2 separate regions of the Danio rerio genome follow, and region 1 is linked to region 2. Evidence: chromatin contacts called from public Micro-C data. All regions are on one chromosome and are shown on one strand. The core of a region is the stretch at or near the end of the contact, and the rest is flanking DNA. Distances in the headings are between cores, read along the strand shown. Region 1 has its middle 97 kb from the start of ugcg. Region 2 has its middle 8.6 kb from the start of ugcg.

Region 1 (5,547 bases), core at 825-3,324, 110 kb after region 2:
TTAATTTGTATGATTTTATTTACTACTGTAAATATTGTTTGCTTGGTATTTATTTTGTGTTTGTGTACTCTTTTATTATTGTATCTCCCTGAAGAAAGTCTTTTGGATACTGAACACATGACTGGAATTATCTTGTATTTTAAAATTATAGTCTTGGAAACATGCATTTTCTTTAACACTATTTAAGAAATTATAAGCATTATAACATGTGCTTACACAAGTTATTTGTGTTTTTACTGTAGTAAACTATAGTCACCCTTAGTGTACATGTTTTGAAGTACTTGTAAATATTCCTATGGTCTTAATATAAATGCTGCAATGAACTTTGTATTTAAAATCTTTATTGCACAGTAGCTTAGCCATGGTTATAGTACAACTTGTTGTTTTTGTTTTAAACGTGGTAAAACATGGTTATGTGTGATAAAAGTATGTTAATCTATTTGTATGTTTGTGAAAATATTAATAAATCTTCAACTGTTATTGAGAGTGGTGTGTCGTGTTTATTATAAATAAGCAGCTGCTGCATCTAGTGGTCCATAAGTATGAGCAAAACGCCTGAGAACAGCGCCTCCGCGGCGCGGCCGGTATTTCCGGTTGCGTCGTCCTAACATCGGCCGGACAGCGTTTCCGATCATTTGCCGACGTCGCGGCGACATTTTGCCAATTAGCAAACGCTCCCTGAGCGACATCGCACCGATGGAATTTTGAAAATCGGCACGACGTCGGCCCAACGTATGTGTGCTGTCTGGGTATTAGCTTTTGCCTTCCTATAAAACCAATATAATTTACATTACAACAAACACCCACTGGCCACTTTATTGGGTACACACTTTATTAGGTAAGTATACCTTTTGCCTTCAGAACTGCATTAATCATTCGTGGCATAGATTCAATAAGGTACTGGAAATATTCCTCATGGATTTTGGTTCATATTGACATGATAGTATCACGCAGTTGCTGCAGATTTGTCGGCTGCACATCCATGATCTGAATCTCCCGTTCTGCCACATCCCAAAGGTGCTTTATTGGATTGAGACCTGGGGACTCTGGAGGCCATTTGAGTACAGTGAACTCATTGTCATGTTCAAGAAACCAGTCTGAGATGATTCATGCTTTATGACGTGACGCGTTATCTTGCTGGAAGTAGCCATCAGAAGATGTGTACACTGTGGTCATAAAGGGACGAGCATGGTCAGCAACAATACTCAGGTAGGCTGTGGCATCAGCTGGTACTAATGGGCCCAAAATGTGAATCGTTGATACAAAACAGGATGGATTTATGCTTTCAAATTGTTGACGCCAAATTCTGATCCTGCCATTTGAATGTCACAGCAGAAGACTATGGTCATTCTCCTCCGCCCACAGATCTGCTGCTCACTGGATATTTTTTCTTTTTCGTGTTATTGTCTGTAAACCCTAGAATTGGTTGTGCACGAAAATCCCAGTAGATCTGCAGTTTTCTGAAATACTCAGACCAGCCCGTCGGGCACCAACAACCATGCCACGTTCTGTTCACTCAAATCACCTTTCTTGCCTATTCTGATGCTCGGTTGGAACTGCAGCAGATCTTGTCCAGGCCTGCCTACATGCATTTAGTTGCTGCCATGTGATTGGCTGATTAGAAATTTGCATTAGCAAGCAGTTAAACAGGTGTACCTAAAGTGACAGGTGAGTGTGTAAAACCATTACAAATACCATCATGGCTTCTTTAACAGGGAACAGTAGCTTTTATGCTAAACAATGCTACATATAATATTTTGCAAATCCAAAATTACAATTGCTTTCATCTTGCACTGTAAAGTATGTTTATTTTATTTTAGACTCATTGTTTTTGTGAAAATGTCAGCCTAAAATCAGTTTGCTGCTTATATTACTTCAGTTATTTGACAGTGAAATATGTTTGTTGCTAATATGTTCTTACAAAGATTAGCATCCAAAATTAGCATTTATCAGGTCATCATATTTCGTGTTTGTTTACTTATTCATTTGCATTCTCTGCCTTATAATAGCCCCTAATACAACATTAGTCTACTTCCTGATCACAAAGGCTATTTTGCTATAAGGAAGTAAACAAGGTTACATCAGGAGATAATAATGTGCTTCCTTCTTGGGTTGTGTTCCAAATGACAGGTTCACCAACTATTAATTACTTTGGTAAGCTGTTTTGCTAAATGCCTTAGCTTAAAGGGATAGTTCACTCAAATGAAAATTACATCATTCTATACACACCCTGGCGTAATGCCTTTTTAAATTCTCTGCAAAAGCATTAAGATTTCTTTTTTAAAAGTATTAAAGAATATGGTTTTATATGGCATGTTGTAAAGTGTTCAAATCTAAATTTAATGTATTTATTTATTTTTACTTTATAAGCATGTAGACAGGAGCCACAGGAATTAATTGTGTATCCTTGTATATGTTACTTTGACTCAAGTTGCCAGAAGACTTTGATTATAAGAATCACAAGGCATTAAAATCTTCTTTAATGTCCTACTGAAGAAATTAATTAAATTTGGATGGCCTGAGGTAATTGTAAATTAAATTTTTAGGGTGAACTCGTACTTTAATTGTTTGATTTGTGCAGTAACTGTGCATTCATGAGACTTAAAGGGCAGTTCAACCAAAAATTAAAGTTTACTCACCTTCAAGAGTTTCGTTTTTTTCTGTTGATCAAAAAGAGAAGAAATTTAGAAAAATGTTACAAACCGGTAACCCTTGACTTCCACAGTTCATTGATTTGTTCATTTTATTTTCCAGCTTAGTCCCTTTATTAATCTGGGATCGTCACAGCGGAATGAACCGCCAACTTATGCAGCACGTTTTACGCAGTTAATTCCTTTTTTCAGCTGCAATCCATCACTGGGAAACACTCATACACTCTCATTCCCACACATACATTATGGACTTGAGGGGTAAAACTGGAGCACCTGGAGGAAACCCATGTGAACATGGGGAGAACATGCAAACTCCACACAGAAATGCCAACAGACACAGCTGAGTCTCGAAACAGCGACCTTTTTGCTGCAAGGCGACAGCACTACCTGCTGCGCCACCGCGTCACCCAAAATAGTATAAAAACAAATCATATGGAAGTAAACGGTTACCAGTTTCCAATTTTTTTTTTTTTTTAATTTTATTATTTATTTGGTGGATTACTTAAGCATCACATTTTAGTTTTAGACTGAACTTATGCAGAAAAAGCAAAGAAGCAACTTTTGAATAAAAAAACACTAATAGTCACATGAATGCAAACCTATTTTTATTTTAATTAATGCATTTTATTAATTTATTTATAGATTTTTTTCATCAAACCTAGTCCTCCAGAAGGTGTGTGAAATACATTTGGAATATATTGTCTTTGATTCCTGTTTGTCTTCTTTTGCTGATCATTGCCATTACATAGATCTTTAATAACATTTTGTTTTTTGTTTCAATGAAGTGCTTGACTGGCAATTAGAACAACACCACAGTAAGTAAACAATGCATGATTTGATTTGGTTTTCAAACCAGTTTCAACTATTATACTTTAATGTGCAGAGTAGATGTGGCAATATTCAGTAATATATCATGATAATGAACATGCGTAATATTGTTGTTGTGGCCATTTTTGAATATTAATTTACCATTTAAACTTAGTGTGTCTTATAAGAATATTTAGATGGTTTTCAGTGTTGTCCACCACACTACCATATGCCGTCATATTCTGTTTCTTTACTTATTCATTAGCATTCAATAGCATTCACAAATGCAATTTGTTCATTCATTCATTTTCTTTTCTGCTTAGTTCCTTTATTAATCTGGGATCGCTATAGCAGAATGAACTGCCAACTTATCCAGCATAGGTTTTACGCAGTGGATGCCCTTCCAGCTGCAACCCATCACTGGGAAACACCCATACATTCACACACATACACTACGAACAATTTAGCTAATCTAATTCACCTGTACCCCACGTCCTTGGACTTGTGGGGGAAAACAAAACACCCGGAGAAAACCCAGGTGAACGCGGGGAGAACATGCAAACTTCACACAGAAATGCTAACTGACCCAGCTGAGGCTAGAACTAGTGACCTTCTTGCTGTAAGGTGAAAGCGCTACCCACTGCGCCACCACATAGCCCAAATACTATTTATTTTTAACCAAACATTTGGTTAAAAAACCAAACATAACATTAAATAATAATTTAAAATGTTCAGATTCTTTATAAGATTATTGTTTGTTAACACTAATACAATGTGACTTAATATTTAATATTAAATTACAAATAAACTACTTATAAATCACGTAATTATTATCAGATATTATAAGATTATTATTATTATGTAATAATCTTAGCTGATGTTCTTAGTTTAAAAATGAAAATTCTGTTTTTAACTACTCACCCTCATGTTGATTCAAACGCCTGAGCCTTTTGTTCATGTTCAGAACACAAATAAAGATATTTTAGATGAAATCCAGGAGCTCTCTCACCCTCCATAGACAATAATGGTCCCCAGACGTTCAAAGGAACCAGAACATTGTCAAAACGTTTTAAAGGGCCATGACACCCCCCACTTTTGGTTAAAGTCTACTTCAGAATTTTTTCAAAAGATGCATGATTAATGGGCATGGAGCTCCGTGAGCATTGGGCAGAAGTGGGCGTAGCCAGCAGGGGAGAACGTGAGCGAACGAAGCTAGCTCACAAAATAAGACAAACCGTGAGGAGACGCATGAGTTTATAGTTTACAAAGTTAAAATGCAAAGAAATGAACAGTGATTTAATGCCCTGCCCTTGTTATTCATAATTTCATATACACATAACCACAATTTATATCATTATAAAGATGTGTGTTCATGTAAAGAGTATAAATGAGGACTTCTCCCTCAATCCCCGTATCCAGCAGACTCAGTGCAGCAGGTCTCCTGACCTGTCTATTTTAACCATTAGCCCTGCTGGTAATCTGGAGGATTTAGGCAAACACAGCAGCACAGTGATGTGTCTGAATGTGAACGAACTCCTGATAAAAGACAGCGTCCGCCATTCTCTGATTCTCGTGCTGCTCTCCCGACAAAAATGCTAGCAGCACACACACAGCTTTGCTGTATGATCGGTGATTTTCACCTCAACGACAGGGTGCACATATACTACGGGCAGTACAATATATTGCCAGCATGGTATTTCCCATAGTAAACGTGCACCCTAATGTGAAGCTGAAGACACATAATAGTTCTTGTAGCCTCGTATGATTACAGTTTAACCATTGAAGTCACATGAAATGTTTTGACAACATTTTTGTTTCTTTTTCTAGTCTTTGAACATCTTTCTGTATATGGAGGATGAGGGAGCTCTCTGATTTCATCTAAAATATCTTTATCGCAGAAGATTGGAACGATGTATTCCTGATTGTACTTTATAATTCTTTTGCAATTTATTTGCTGTATATTTTTTTGTGTATTATTGTATATAAATGTTAAGAGTTCTTTTCATTATTACACTATAGTATTCCTTTTTTCACAGCTTACATAAACATCATGAAGACACCATACATTGGCTTGACGTTGATCCCAGTT
Region 2 (6,152 bases), core at 1,670-4,169:
CATCTGCAGAATCAGATGTAACATTCTCTTTATCGGTCGAGGCACCCTTAAGTATAACGTGAGTTCATTGATATAATGTACATGTGCATCAGCTTCAACAATTGAACACTATTTGTGTGTGCAGGCTTCATGGGCCCAAAGAGGACAGGTCAAACGTAACCGAAACGTCTTTTGGCTTTGAGGTATATATTTTTTAAAAAGACTGAAATTAAAACACATAAATCCAAATAGGGCAATCCAGTGGCGCAGTAGGTAGTGCTGTCGCCTCACAGCAAGAAGGTTGCTGGTTCGCTGGTTCGAGCCTTGTCTCAGTTGGCGTTTCTGTGTGGAGTTTGCATGTTCTCCCTGCGTTCGCATGGGTTTCCTCCGGGTGATCCGGTTTCCCCCACCGTCCAGACATGCGGTACCGTTGAATTGGGTTGGCTAAATTGTCAATATGGTATGTGTGTGTGTGTGTGTGTGTGTGTGTGTGTGTGTGTGTGTGTGTGTGTGTGTGTGTGTGTGTGTGTGTGTGTGAATAAGTGTGTGTGGATGTTTCCCAGAGATGGGTTGTGGCTGGAAGGGCATCTGCTGCGCTAAAACGTGCTGGATAAGTTTGCGATTCATTCCGCTGGGGCAACCCCGGATTAATAAAGGGACTAAGCGACAAAAAAAAATGAATGAATGAATAATTCCAAATAAACTTGCTTAATTGTTTCAGATAACAGAGTTTTGTTACAACTGTCTCAGAGTCCTGCCATGAACTTGTGCACCTTACAGCTAACAGCTAAAACATTAGGACCAACAATCTGCTATAAAAAAATATCAAAACAGACACATCATTTAACTTTGATGAGTTTAAATACATGAATTAATCTGAGACTAATCTATGTGTCAATTGAATTGTAGCTAGCTCCTGATTGGAGAGATTGGAAGCGATACAACTGACCTGTGTCGCAGCTATCTTCAGTCTGCCCCATATATTAGAAATGAAATAATCAGAAATGACAAAATCCTAAAAGATCACTTCTTTTTAATTTTTTTAAACAAGCCTATTCAACAAGATCTATAAAGTTTGAGTTTTAAACTTTTTAATCTATTTAGCTGATTTTCGAGTCTGGCAAGAGCACTTTTAGCTTAGCTTAGCATTATTCATTGAATCGGATTAGATCATTAGCAATTTGCTCCAAAAATAAGTTTTTCCTATTTAAAGCTTGACTCTTTTTTTAGTTACTTCTTGTGAAAAGTTTCGAAGACAGATGGAAAATGAAGAGTTCCTATTTCCTAGGTCGATATAGGAACTATATTCTCATTCTGGCATAATAATCAAGGAACTCTGCTGCTGTACCATAGCTGAAGCAGACCCAATGACTGTTTACATGGACAGCAGTAATCGAATTATTTACCTTAATCTGAATAAGACAATAATATGTTTAGGGTGTTTACATGAGTTGCTTTTGAATGTTTCTTTCATGATCCCATTTTACATGTTATAAGCACATAGATCAATTCACATGGTTGAGTCATCACACTATCCAAATTTTCTCTGGAGTTTCATGTAATTTCAGGAGTTTCCTTTTTAATTTGTCGACTTTAAATGTGGTTTGGCACTTTTACTTTCATTCAGGAACATTTCATGCATGATAAACGAGATATTGGATGTGCGTATGAAAGAACTGGTGGAAGAGTGTTGTTTAATTGGAATTTGATACAGCCGGATGGAAAAAAAACAACACTCCGCATTACACAATGTAGATGTATGTGGTCCTTTACTGATTCGGTGGTGCAGAGAATAGTGTCAAACAGCGGTGTGTGTATGAAATACCCTGTCACAAAATGCAGTGAAAATCCTACACTACTGTAATAGTTTGATTAAGGTGTTTACATGTCTGTACTGCACTTTAACAATGCAACTAAATTAAGCACACTTCACATGTCTTAATTTAATTTCTGCTTAGTTCAGATTAAGGTAATCATAAATCGCAGTTTACATGGTAGACTCTTAATTAGAGTATTGTCTTGATCACATTAAAACCAGATTATTGATGTCAATGTAAACCTACTCATTGATAATTTGCAAAACCCAAAAATAGTCTCCAGGTGAAGCCGTGGTCACACTGCACTTTTCTCTACATAGACTTCCATTCATATGCGTGCAAATGCGTCAGACTGGCAAGGCAAGCTTATGCAATAAGTTTTGCAGTTTGTTGCGTTGCAAAGTTCAAGCTTGGTGAACTCTGACCTGCGAAATCATATCACATGACTGCGTGAGACCTATCGAAGACCAAAACATGACCTCTCTACCATTTTTAAAAAAAATAGACCAATAACGAGTTTTTTTTATTTATTTATTTTTTTTGTCTAATTATCGTGTTTAATCCTGTCCCTTTTAACATAAGTCTCTAGTTAGTCTCTAGGTGACAACGCTGTGTAAGATCATTGCGCCTTCTGCAGCCATGGTACAGCTGTAAAGTTCCTTGATTATTACGCCAAAATGATAGTATTCCTAGTCATATCTGCTTAGAAAACAGCAACTTTTCTTTTTCCTTCAGCCTTAGTACAAAATGAATCTACAAAAGAGTCAATCTTTAATAGAAAAATTATCAAAAGTTTTTATTTTATTTTTTTGAGTGAGATGCTAATGGTCTAATCTGTTTCAATGATCTATGCTAAGCTAAGTTAAAAGTGCAAGACCCTGACTAAATGGATTCTAAAATGTTCAATTTTAACTGTGACTGTCGGTGACTTGTAAAAAAGCCTTTTGCCACAACATGGAGTTCTCTTTAAAGGCTGAAACCTGGCTGTGAAGTGCAATGACTGTTTTGGTATTTCACAATGTCATTCATAGTGTTCATTATCCCTTTGTTTGGTTTTAACACTTGACACGGTTCCTGGTAATGATGTCATCACAACACTTCGAGACACATCACAAGAGTACATGACGGCATATTTCCACTGACACATCCTGATGAAACTAATTTATACAGTGAGTCCTTATTCTGACCTCCACACCTCTTTTTGTGAGAAGGTAAGATGATATTTGAATGAGGACTTCAAGTACAGTTGTGCTTAAATCACAATCACAGTTCTTTTTTCATTCCATCAAAGGAATGAAACATATTAAAAAAAAGGATTTTAATAATAAAATGATAAAAAACATATTTTTTCCTGTCACATGAAATTAAAAGAAATTAAATTAAGGAGGAAACAGTCAATAAAAAATGTCATCATCTACAAGGCAGCAAAGAAACAGGAAGTTCTCAGCAACTCAGCACTTGTTTTGTATCGCAATGCTTCCATCTTCTTATCCCTTTAATAATGTGTTGATTCGATGTCACTTTCTCGAATCGTTAAAATTCTGCAATTATGGTGAGCAGTGGTAAACATGACCACATCAAAACTTGCTGTGTACAATGCATCTGCATTTGTTGTACAAATTAGTTGTTTGAATGAATAAGTAATATAATTCAGTGCTTTAAACGAATCAGTTAAGTGAATAATTCAGCGACTCAGACATTGCCGCCATCTGCTACCATAACAATATAATCTGTTGAATGAATCAGTACTCTAAAGGGGTCGATAATGATCTATTGTCATCGATATTGCCATCTACTGGTGAAGAAATATATGAATCAGTACTTTAAACGAATATATTGGGTGAATAATTCAACGACTCACACACTGACGCCGCCTAATGGCGTCGACATGCTGTTGTATAAATCCGTGCTTTAAATGAATGAATTAACTAAATATTTCAGTGACATGTACGTTGTCATCCTATGTTGGCATATTAATATAAAATCTTGCAATAATCTGAGCTTCAAAGGAATCAGTTAGGTGAATAATTCAGTGATTAATTATTCAATCAGTGCTTAAACAATCAGTTAATTGAATAATTCAGTGATTCACACATTGTCGCCACCTATAGTCAAAACTATGTGATCTTTTGTAGGAATCAATGCTTTAAATCAGGGGTGTAAAACTCGGTCCTGGAGGGTCAGTGTCTTGCAAAGTTTAGTACCAACCCCTATCAGTGATTAAGGAATCAATGAAGGTTTAAACGATAGGTTAAGTGAATAATTCAGTGATTAATGATTCAATTAAGGTTTAAACAATTGGTTAAGTGAATAATTCAGTGATTAATAATTCAATCAATGTTTAAACAATTGGTTAAGTTAATAATTCAGTAATTTATAATTCAATCAATGTTTAAACAATCGGTTAAGTGAATAATTTAGTGATAAATGATTCAATCAGTGTTTAAACAATCAGTTAAGTATATACTTAAGTGATTTAAGAATGCTTTAAAGATACATTCTGTTGTATAAATCAGTGTTTTGAATGAATGAATTGAATATTTCCCTGACTAGTTCACTGTCATCCCCCACTGGCATTTTAAAGTAATCGCTCACATGAATCTTTGCTTCAAAAGAATTAGTTAAGTGAATAATTGGTGATTTTAATTCAATCACTGTTAAAACAATCAGTGAATAGTTTAGTGATTCACACATAGTCAACACCTACAGGCAAAACATGTAATCTGTGTAATGTAATCAATGTGTAATGTAATCAATGTGTAATGTAATCAATGTAATCTGTTGTATGTATCAATGCTTTAAATAAATCAGTAAAGTGGCAAACTCAGTGACTCACATAATGAGATCACCTACAAGTGTAACGATGTAATCTGTTTTATGAATCAGTGCTTTAAATAAATCAGTTATGTGAATAATTCAGTGACTTATGCATTGTCGCCATCTACTCGGCTCACAATTTAATTTGTTGCATGAATCGGTACTATAAAGAATCAGTAAATTGAATCATTTAGCAATTCACACAGCACCATCTACTGGTGCGCATATGTAATCTGTTGTTTGACTGTGTTTAAAACAAACATATTGAGTGAATTATATGATGACACATACGTTGTTACATACTGACGTATTAATGTAATCTGTTTTGCAAACCAGAGCTTTAAACGAATTGGTTGATAAGTCAAGTGAATAATTCAGCTGTTCACTCTGTACTCTGTTGTATTATTAATTATTACTTTAAAGTGAATAATTCAGTGACTCATGCATTTTTGACATGTAGTGGCATAACAATGTCATTTGTTAAATGAATCAGCATTTTAAATGGGTCAGTAAAGGGAATCATTTAGTGACACACAAATAATTGCCATCTACTTGTGTACCAAGGTAATCTGTTATAGAAATCAGGGCTTTAAATGACTTTTTTTAAAGACCTGGAATAATGTCTAAGGCTCTTCAAATCAATGTATTTGCTTTTTTTTCATGTTTTTAAAGAGTTCAAGAGCTTAAATTTGTGTTTAAAGTTTTATGAAATCAAACTATAATTTAAAAAGCGCACCAACAATACTTCCTATGAAATCGGAACATATTTGCCCCTCAGACAAGCATCTTATGCACTTCCTTCAGCTTCCATATTAAAAATGTTCTTAGTTTCTACATCGCCTGCTGGTCTCCCACACACAAAAGCCGGAACCGCCTTCAAACATTTGTAAAATCCTACTCTGAAATCACAGAATTGGCTCTACAAAGTCTCCTCTCATTCTCTGGACAAGACATTATACAGAACAGCTCACATGTCCTCTTCCAGCACATCCAGACATTTCTTCTCTTGCGTCAGATACTTGTTCCTCAAAGCTCTAATGAGAGTACAGAGAATCACTCATACCGCAGGCGATCTGTTTACTGAATAGGGCAATCACAGAGAATCCACAGCTTGGCACGTACAGTAACATTAGTCGATGTTGTGCAGTTCCCAAGAAATGCAATGCATAACTTTATAGATGATAATAATTTGACTATTCAGTACATTCAGATTACAGATAATGTGGTCATCATGCTTATTACTGTTAACTAAAATTGAAACACTGAAACAGGTCAAATAAAAACTACAGTAAATTAAATGTAATGATTACATGTAATTTTAAGTTGTAATACTAACATAACAGACTGGAAATACACATAACTCCTGTAAATATTTTTTCTTTTTTAAATATTTTCTAAACGATTTTTAACAGAGGAAGGAAATTTTCACAGTATTTACTATAAATTTTGTTCTTCTGGAGAAGTCTTATTTGTTTTATTTTGGCTAGAATGAAAACAGTTTAAAAATCAACTGAGTTAGTAACTGAGTTACCTACCAGG

Evidence for each region. A called contact is a pair of places that touch in the nucleus more often than the background predicts.
Region 1: a Micro-C map of caudal fin shows a contact between it and region 2, with 8 times the contacts expected there. The contact joins two enhancer-like sites. A contact is called at or near these places in 3 of 18 Hi-C or Micro-C datasets (caudal fin, hematopoietic stem cells and skeletal muscle) and 1 of 4 datasets of contacts at active chromatin or transcription factors (caudal fin).

Annotation. Positions count from the first base shown.
Region 1 is chr10:11,790,202-11,795,748 of GRCz12tu, forward strand. No RefSeq gene overlaps it. Among named protein-coding and RNA genes, the nearest start is that of ugcg, 97 kb to the left of the region's middle. Within about 2 kb of position 2,075, at least 2 of the 62 cell types and tissues checked have an H3K27ac peak or open chromatin away from gene starts, as enhancers often do. A contact at or near this core is called in caudal fin, where this site is marked.
Region 2 is chr10:11,684,187-11,690,338 of GRCz12tu, forward strand. No RefSeq gene overlaps it. Among named protein-coding and RNA genes, the nearest start is that of ugcg, 8.6 kb to the right of the region's middle. Within about 2 kb of position 2,920, at least 6 of the 62 cell types and tissues checked have an H3K27ac peak or open chromatin away from gene starts, as enhancers often do. A contact at or near this core is called in caudal fin, where this site is marked.